Linked DNA regions of Mus musculus: region 2 is linked to region 1. A link is a contact called in public Hi-C data. All regions are on one chromosome and are shown on one strand. The core of a region is the stretch at or near the end of the contact, and the rest is flanking DNA. Distances in the headings are between cores, read along the strand shown. Region 1 has its middle 7.8 kb from the start of Gm36031. Region 2 holds the start of Prpf18 (pre-mRNA processing factor 18).

Evidence for each region. A called contact is a pair of places that touch in the nucleus more often than the background predicts.
Region 2: a Hi-C map of B cells shows a contact between it and region 1, with 8 read pairs. The contact joins the promoter of Prpf18 here to the enhancer-like site in region 1. A contact is called at or near these places in 6 of 39 promoter capture datasets (the 3T3-L1 cell line, the SN4741 cell line, cranial neural crest and 2 more), 1 of 15 datasets of contacts at CTCF or cohesin (the NIH/3T3 cell line), 4 of 484 Hi-C or Micro-C datasets (B cells, adipose-derived mesenchymal stem cells, embryonic fibroblasts and 1 more), 1 of 115 datasets of contacts at active chromatin or transcription factors (craniofacial prominence) and 1 of 9 other capture datasets (liver).

The regions. Positions count from the first base shown.
Region 1 is chr2:3,797,645-3,802,395 of GRCm38.p6, reverse strand. No RefSeq gene overlaps it. Among named protein-coding and RNA genes, the nearest start is that of Gm36031, 7.8 kb to the left of the region's middle. Within about 2 kb of position 2,190, at least 59 of the 459 cell types and tissues checked have an H3K27ac peak or open chromatin away from gene starts, as enhancers often do. A contact at or near this core is called in B cells, liver and uterus, where this site is marked.
Region 2 is chr2:4,650,047-4,654,797 of GRCm38.p6, reverse strand. It overlaps Prpf18 (pre-mRNA processing factor 18), which reads left to right and starts at 2,663. Exons shown (of 10, transcript NM_026045.4): 1 at 2,663-2,882. The coding sequence starts at 2,817.

The sequences.
Region 1 (4,751 bases), core at 941-3,440:
AAGAGAGCAGGCTGAGCAAGCCAAGGGAAGCAAGCCAGTAAGTTACATCCCTCCATGGCCTCTGTATCAGCTCCTGCTTCCTGACCTGCTTGAGTTCCAGTCCTGACTTCCTCTGGTGATCAACAGCAGTATGGAAGTGTAAGCTAAATAAACCCTTTCCTCCCCAACTTGCTTCTTGGTCATGATGCTTGTGCAGGAATAGAAACCCTGACTAAGACAGTGACCTAAAGTCAGTGAAAAAAACAATACTGTGCATAATTAGTACATGACTTCCTAGATCTGTTTCTATGCAGAAGGGTGATTGAGTGCATCTGACTTCTGTCTCTCTGATATCTTACCGTTCAAATACTTTTTCCTGTGCCCTCTCATTTATTCAGCAAGTCCTGACAGTTCAAAGTCTATGTGTGTTTCTAAGACTCTCCCCATGTGCCGAGGGGGTACACATGTCCATGAAGGATCTCTAACATTCATGATGGGGCATGGCAGTAGGGTTGGCTCCCAGGGAAGAGGGCATAAGCACTGTGTGCACGTTAGAAGTAGCAGTGTTAATGGGGTATTTGAGCGGGGTCATAGGCCCAGGAAGGAGTGGAAAGGCCAGAGTGCCAGCTGTGTAGAGAAGGCTACAGATGCAGACAGCTATATGGCAGTTGTGGCAGAGAGGCTCGGGGATGTCTTCTGCAGCTGGGTAGACCTGGATTTGAACTGTTTGACTAAGAGTGTTATGGTCTTCATATGAACAGTTCTCCCAGGAGTCCACATGTTCAAGATTTCTCCCTCAGCTGGCAGGGCTCCTTATGGAGACTGTGGAAACTATGGGAGACCAATTCAAGTTAGAGAAAGTGGGTCACGGAGGGCGTATCTCTGATGGTTCTAACTTGTCCCCAGTTCTTTGTCCCCTCTCTGCTTCCCATCCACCATGAGATAAGTAGTCTCTAGCACAGTGTGGTGGTTTGAATATGCTTGGCCCATGGGAAGTGGCACTTTTAGGAAGAAGTGTATTACTATGGGGATGGACTTTGGGGACTCCTCCTATGCTAAGGCTCTGCCCAATGCAGAAGACAGTCTCTCCTGACTGCTTTCAAATCAAGACTCTCAGCTCCGTCTCCAGCACCACATCTACTTGGATGCTGCCATGCTTCCTGCAATGATGATAATGGATTGAACCTCTGAAACTGTAAGCCAACCCCAATTAAATATTTGCTTTCATAAGACTTGCCTTGGCCATAGTGTCTTTTCATAGCAACAAGACCCAAACTAAGACACACAGGTTCCTGTTGGCATAATGTTCTACCCCACCAGCTGGGAATCGAATAGAGCTGGGAACCCTAATCTGAGACATCTGAAACTGAACCAAAGCCACGCTTTCTCCTTGAAGATGTCCCTTGACGTTATTGTTATAGCTCCACGATTATAACAGGCATAAGGCTCATGTCCTGGGAAGCTATAACAATTATCCAATAAAACACTTAGCACAATGTCTAACCTGTGGTAAAGGTTGTCTACTACCATTTCAGAAACCCAGAAGTAGCTTGGTAGAGCAGACCAGTTTGAATAGGACCAAAGTTTCCATGATAGGCAGACTGGCCTTCAACGTAGTGACAAATTTGAAGTGAGGCCATCATAAGCGGAGATCTGTGTTTCAGGAAATGACTCTCATACAGTAAAAGAAGAGAGACAGCGGATGGGGGCAATCAGTCTCCCGTGAATCACTGCAAGGTATGGGTGTGTGGGGTGCCCCTCCCCATGCACCATCTGTTTCCTCTGCAGACTGACACTCCCCTTCCTCCTAAAAGCTCACTCGCTGGATGAATGAATGAGTAAATGAATGAGTAAAACTCATTCTTCCAAACAGATGGAGGCCATTTTATAGCCTGCCAGGAAAACTGAAGGTCAGGAAGCTCAGACGCTGTCCCCTGCCTCATAGTAAACAGCAGCCCTGAGATTCATACAGTGGACTCTTCTGGAGGCAGAAACTGGATACCACACGGACAGGTTTAAACAACACTTACTATTCATTCAGTAAATACCTCAGCCAGACAAGAGCAGAAAACTAGGGGCCTGGGGTGGTGAGGAGACGAAGACCAGTAAGGAAAATAATAACACCACCAACAAACTAACACACGTGGATTATTATTCTAGCTAAAAAATATTTTAAAAGTTCCACTGGATCCCAGTAGGTGGCAGCATCCGGCATCATTTTAAGGCCATTGCAAACAGGTTCAACCACCTGCGCTGAGGGTCTGTATGGGCTAGGTCCTAGCTAGGAGTCGGTTTTATTACTTTATTTAAGCCTCATTCACAATCACTTATAACGATAGGTATGAGCGTCCTAGGCTAAAGGATCAAACTCAGAGCTGCTGAGTCCTGATGTCAAAAGCCGGCACAGGGAGGGAGACCTAACGCTGCGCTGCGCTGTGTCCCTGGGAGAGCTCGCTTCCTACAAGCTACTTACTCTCATTCACCCCCTGCGCTGACTCCTTCTGGACCAAGTTGCCTGCTGTGTGTGCCTTGCTTCCTGACCCTCCACCTTCAGTGTGACTGGCCCAGTCCTCTGCGCACTGCTGAAAAACAACATTCACTAGACTTCCGGTTGGGCTTCGGTTGAGCATCTATTGTTTAACAGGAAATGAAGGGATGGAGCTGGAACTCAGTCATGGAGTTCTCACCCAACATGTGAGAAGCACAAGTTCAAGTTCCAATATTGCCAAAAAGGAAACTATTTATTGAGCAACTACTCATGCCAGGACTTTCATGAAAAACACCAACTTCCAGCCCCGACAGAATTCACCCCTCAAACATTCTCCTCTTGTTCTAGGTTCCTCTGGCTTCCCAAATGACTTTGCAAGGCATGGCCTGGCTCTGACCTGGCCTTAAAGCTTTCCTTCCTGTGCCAACAGGACTGTCCTGATTGACTGCTCCCACAAAATGAGGAGGGGTCAGCATGTCTCTGCCTTGAACCATGGCTTCGGTGTGCTTTCTCTAAGTGAGGGCACAGTGGAGTGTTAGCCCACAAAATGGTGCTTGAAGTTCTTAAGGCCAATGTGGACAGACTTTCAGAAGAGGAATCTGGAGACAGACATCTGAGTTTAAGATCATACAAGTTACTGCTGGATCTGTAATCTGTTGGTGACATGGGCTCTGCAGTCCTTCATGGCATAGGATTCCGGTGACAGAGCCCTGCCTAGCTTGAACAGCATAGAAACAAAACATAGATAAATACGAGAATGGTAACTACTTATGCTTATTAACCACCTCACACATAACCCGGGGAGGCGAACACTGCTCCGTCTACCCCAGTGAAGTCTGCTTGGCAGGCCGAGAGGCCTGGGAGCACTCACGAGGCAGGGAGTTTCAAGGAAACTCAACCTCCTGGAACCTTGGCATTCTCATAACCCGTGTACTCATACCCTATCCCCGTGTTAGTCTGATGTATGGATCCATGTGCTCTCTTTCAGTATTATCTTATTATAAGTGCCTTTAAAGATTGAATTCTGACATAGGTAAGCCTCCACCAGTGTTCCAACGTCCTAGAAAATCCTTGAAGCCAACGAACTAACGAGCTTGGAATTCAGTAGGAATTCAGTGAAAAGGTTACCTATTCAGTAACATTCAAATTTACTTCTAGTAGAGATTTGAAAGTAGGCATTACAAAGAAGAAGCTAGAATAGCTCAGGGCTGGTCTGCAGAGTGATTACTTAGGACAGTAGCCAGTCTCACCCAAACAAGGGAATACACAATGACCTAGCTAATAGGTGGGTTTACCATGTAAGAGGTAGGGAATCCCACTGAGACTGGAATCTTCACTACAACCAGGTATAACAGGCTACATTTCATATTAGAAGAAAGTTGGTGAATTCTTCTGACAAATGGAGATTCCCTACAAATACTTAAAAGAACAGCCAAGTTACACTCATACAAGAATTTATCAAGGCCTAGGAAATAGGAGGTTTGTGGTATTGCATTAATCATGAGAAGGTCTGCTAGAGCAGAAACCCCTGGTGCTAGCTTTCACAAGGCTCAAAGGAGTAGCACAAAGTGTGACTAGGGTGTGAAATCCTTAGCTGTCATTAGCTGACCCTAGGCAGGGCTGTTTTATCTTTACTGTAAATATTACCTGGTTCCTGTAAGTCCTTTTGGAGTCATTCCAGGTAACTTCAATGTCAGGTAACTTCAATGTACTTTGCCAGCCGTGACATCCTACCCCTTTGTTTTCTGTATTATATAAGACTGGTGTTCACTTTGTGACAATACACTCAGATTCTACACACTCTCTTGTGTCGCTTCTGTTTGTCATTTGCTGACTCCTTGCTCACCTGCAACTAGAGACCTGTTCCACGCAGACAGGAGACCCAAATAAGGGGTTAGTCTGCGGCAGAATACAATCATTATGACCATTTTATAGATGAGGAAACTGAGGCCAGAGAATTCTCCAGTATTACAAAAGCAAAAAGGTGGTAAAACTAATATAAGATTCTCTGAGTCCAGAGAGAGTTCCTAAGCTTATTCTACTGTGCACTCACTCTCCATCCCCAAATTCTAACACCCAAAATGAACTCCATCTGAAACTGTTTATGGGAAACACCAGAGCCTCCTGTTACACATGCGAATACATACATATGCATGTGTGCACACATAAACACATCCATATACATATAGACACACAGGAGAGAGAGAGAGTGAGAGAGAGAGAGACAGAGAGAGACAGAGAGACAGAGAGACAGAGACAGAGAGAGACAGAGAGAGAGAGAGAG
Region 2 (4,751 bases), core at 1,414-3,913, 850 kb before region 1:
TAGGAGTCATTTAAGATTTATCATGTTTAATTTCAAGAGTAGATAAGTAGGTCTAGACTATTAAAAGTTTCAGTGATATAAAATATGAAATGACTGATAACTGAATTTTTTTTCCAAATCATGGACTTTGAATCAAAATCTGGGCTAAAGAAGACACTAATATTTACCAGTGGGTCTGTGTCTATTTAACAACTTCATTTTGGTCTATTTCCTTGTAGTAAGTTCTTTGTTTCTATGTTTTAATTATACAATAGATATTATTGCTGTATTTACTTACATTTAAAGATATTTATTTGTGTGTTTGTGAAAGGGCAAGTGTGTGCCATGGTGTGTGTGTGTGTGTGTGTGTGTGTGTGTGTGTGTGTGGTGGTCAGAGCATGGCTCTCTAGAGTAGGTTCTCCTCTGTCACGTTCTAGGGTTCAGAGCCTGGTCATTTGGCCCATGCACAAGCGCACCCACCTACTGAGCCCTTTGTTGGCCTTGCACGCTATACTTATGCATTCATTATTTTACTTTTAAAAGAAAGCCTATTATAAACATTGCTATTGTTGAGAATTTTTTTTCAAATGTAGTTTCGTGCTATTCAGTTGTATGTATGACCTATAATTTAGCTATTCCTCAATTTAGGACCTTTGATTTATAGCTAATATCTCACTCTTAAATAATATTTGTGATGAAATGGTGTACACATTTTCTGGATAGCAGGATTGATCTGTTTTAAACTCTGCTGGTCCTCTTCCCCACTGTGCCCCTCTTCTGTAGTTTAAATTGCTCATCCATTTGCTCCCTCGGGTATTCGTCTTTTTCGTTCTTTGATCTGAGACCCTCATCATGATTTAATGCGCTTTGCATAAACATAGAAGTCAAAGATGGGAATTGAAGAGGAGATAGCCTTTTCTGAGTTTACCCTGATAGTGTCCCATCTGGTTCTCTGTGAACTGTATAAGCTATGCCAACACTTCAGGTTTGGGGGTCATCATCTCTAGTTCCTAAATCAGAAGGATGTGGGTAAATGGTTTGACCCTGGTAACAACTATTCACATAAGAATGTCAGCATGCTTCATCCAAGGACAGAAGTTAGGCATCTTTTACTTTTTAAAAAAGTTACCACATTTAGTCATTTATTCTTCAGTTGCATGTGTGAACGTGTGTGCGTATACGTGTGTGTATGTGGTGGTGTGGTTGTGAACGTGCGTGTGTATACGTGTGTGTATGTGGTGGTGTGGTTGTGAACGTGCGTGTGTATACGTGTGTGTATGTGGTGGTGTGGTTGTGAACGTGCGTGTGTATACGTGTGTGTATGTGGTGGTGTGGTTGTGAACGTGCGTGTGTATACGTGTGTGTATGTGGTGGTGTGGTTGTGAACGTGCGTGTGTATACGTGTGTGTATGTGGTGGTGTGGTTGTGGTTAGAGGATGACTTTGAGAATCTACTTTTTCTTTCCACCATGTGGGTTCCCAGGGACTGCACTCAGGTCATCAGTCTTGGCAGCAACTATTTTTAGCTGTTCAGCCATCTTTTTGGTCCTCAGATATCTTTTAGATGAAATATCCTATTTCACACACAGACACACACACACAGTATAAAACTTTCTTTTCTTTTTTAAATTTGTTTATTTATTATATGTAAGTACACTGTAGTTGTCTTCAGACACCCCAGAAGAGGGCATCAGATCTCATTACAGATGGTTGTGAGCCACCATGTGGTTGCTGGGATTTGAACTCAGGACCTTTAGAAGAGCAGTCAGTGCTCTTAACCGCTGAGCCATCTCACCAGCCCCAGTATAAAACTTTCTAATGAGCAATCCTTTCAGTTTTTATTTTGATAAACCATCTTACCTACACTTGAGTTTGAATTGAATGTTATTTCACTACTTCTAGAATAGAAAAATGTAACATAAAATATTGTTGAATTATGACAACTAAAAACAAAGATGCTTTCATGGCATGGAACCAAGAATAGATATGTTATAAATGGTTCTAAGATTAAAAAAAACAAAACAAAACCAAAACTCTGCCAAGTATGGAGGTCCACTCTGCGGTTGGGGCAGGAGGATTACTTTGATAGCAAGAGTTTGAGACCTGCCCAGGCAACACAGTGAGTGCCTGAATCACAATAAAAATAAAAACAAATCAAAGTAGAATTTCAACATATTTTTTCTTGGGCTAGGTTATAAGAAAGAATGATTATATTCCCAATCATCATTGAAAATCTTCATTGCTGATTGCATAACCAGAAAACACAATAAATTTACAGGGTGTTGAATAGGCAATTAATAAACACTGCCATTTTAAAACTTGTATTATTTATGTATTTCTCATTCTCTAGTATGTTAGCACTCTTGGCAAATAAGTAAATTGAGGAACTATGAAGCAAACTTTAGGAGTATACAAGCTGGTTCAATCGGGCACAATAACCATTTAAAGAGACAAACAGTTGTTTTTTTTTTTTTTTTGAGACAACTCAGAAATCTGCCTGCCTCTGCCTCCCAAGTGCTGGGATTAAAGGCCTGTGCTACCTTTGCCCGGCCTTTTGTTCTTTTCTACCTGTTACTGAAATCACAAGTGTGTATCTGGAGGGTTCCGCTAGGGGGCAACAATACTCAGCGGTTTTGGCCGCGTTCGCGCCGAGGGGCGCTCCCTACCTTCCTTTCGTTCATCCTGATTTCCGCCGGAAGCGGCTCCGGCAGTTGTTGTTTTCCGATAATTGGGCTCTGGTTGCTTCGTGGTTTGTCCTCTTCCCCCTCCCCTGGCGGGTGAGGTTACCGCCGAGGAGCTGGGGAGTCAAAGTGAAGACACTTAGACCCTGGGAGCGAGATGGACATCCTGAAATCCGAGATTCTGCGGAAGCGGCAGCTGGTGGAGGACAGGAACCTGCTGGTGGTGAGTCCCGGAGCTGTGGTTCGGGCTTGAGGGTGGTGGACTGTGCTTGCGGTGTTGGCGGGAGGGTGATGGTCCTGAGAGGGTCTGGGGCGGGCACGGGGCTGACAGATCCGCCACTGTCCCGGGCAAGCTGCTGGCCCAGGGCTTAGCAAGGGGCAGAGTATGGATGTCAAGCCTAGTCTGGCTCACTTCGGCGGCGCTTGCTGTCCTAACCAGTATCCGCCGCAGGCAGAGTGATAAAACAGCATACTAGTCATTGTCAATTCCAAAGCATGTTGCAGAGTTAGTCGGCTTTATTCCTAAGCGATCTGGCACACGCCATAGAGTGCAGAGTTTGTTCCTCTTTGTGTGCGTGTGTGTAAAAATCTTGTTTATTAGTCAGTGACTTTTGACAAGTGCAAACACCTGTGTAACCCATTCTCCATGAGGAGATAAAATAGCAATGTCCACTTTCCAGTCCCTGCGTGGATTACCCACCGAAGCAACTTATTTATACCTCAGTTTTGCCTGCTCTAGAATGTCACATCAATAGGATGTACATTTTCATATGGAGCTTCGTTTGATTAGAATGTTCGGGGTATTACTTTGCTGTGTGTGTGTATGTATGTGTGTGTGTGTGTGTGTGTGTGTATGTATGTATGTATTAATTTTCTGAAATTGTATTCTGTTGTCTGAGTAGATCTGGTTACCCATTCTCCTAGGGATGAGTGTTTGAGCTGTTTCTCAGAATTGGTTGAGCAGATTCTGAGCCCTATCCCTTTGGAACCGCAGGGTTACAGAGTACATGCATGCCTAAGTCATTCAAAATGTTGCACATCTATGAGCTATGTCAGAGGCTGGCTAGTCTGCACTGTTGCCCGCGGTTTATGTTGCCTGTCTTTTTGGTGGAGAGGTTTCTGTATGGTTCTAAATCTCATCTTCTTGATAATTTAAGTAATTCATGTGTGACTTTTTTTTTTTTAGATACTTACATATTTTTTTGTGAAGTGTTAAAACTGCTTGCAAACTTAAATTAGGCTAGTTATTAGTTCTCCGGACTTTAAATTAGGTTAGTTATTCTCCATACTTTAAATTACGTTCGTTATTAATTCTCTGGACTCCTTTATGTATCCCACCATCTTCTTTGATAAGTATGTTTTCTGGATATCAATAATAGTGCCTTTTGAGGAATAAAAGCTCTGTGTGTGTGTGTGTGTGTGTTTATATTTATGGATTGGGGGAGAGCATGGCAGGGACCCTTGGGCTTGTCAATGACAAGACAATCAGTATAGATTAGAAACAACTACATAGGGTTTGCATGGGGATGGTGAGGAACCAGAGAGATGAACAGAGATGCTAGTTAAAGCTCTAGGAGACAAAGTTTGGGAAAGGTCACAATCCTCCAGATGGAATCTGAGGAATGGTGTGTGTGTGTTTGTGTTTGTGTGTGTGTGTGTGTGTGTGTGTGTTCATGTCTCCAGCAGCACAGAGCCAGTGGTGAGGCCTCTATTGTGTGTGTGTGTGTGTGTGTGTGTGTGTTCATGTCTCCAGCAGCACAGAGCCAGTGGTGAGGCCTCTATTACAGTTAGGCACTGGAACCCTACACACTATTTCAGCTATACCCAGAAATACTCTCCCAGGCCCAGCATGTTGACCGAAGGCCTCAACTTCTGACTGACCTCTGCTCTGGTTCCCAGTCATCTTCTCACTCTAGTGCTGACTGCAAGTCCCTTCCTCTCCCAGTATAGCATGTCAGATGCTGGTAGACCTGGACCTGCGTAGCCCCAGCCAGGATAATATTAGCCAGTTACTCCTTTGTTCTCTATATAGCCTGTTAGGTGCTGGTGGGCCCAGCCAGGATGGCCTCAGCCAACTATTGGTGCTTGGTCT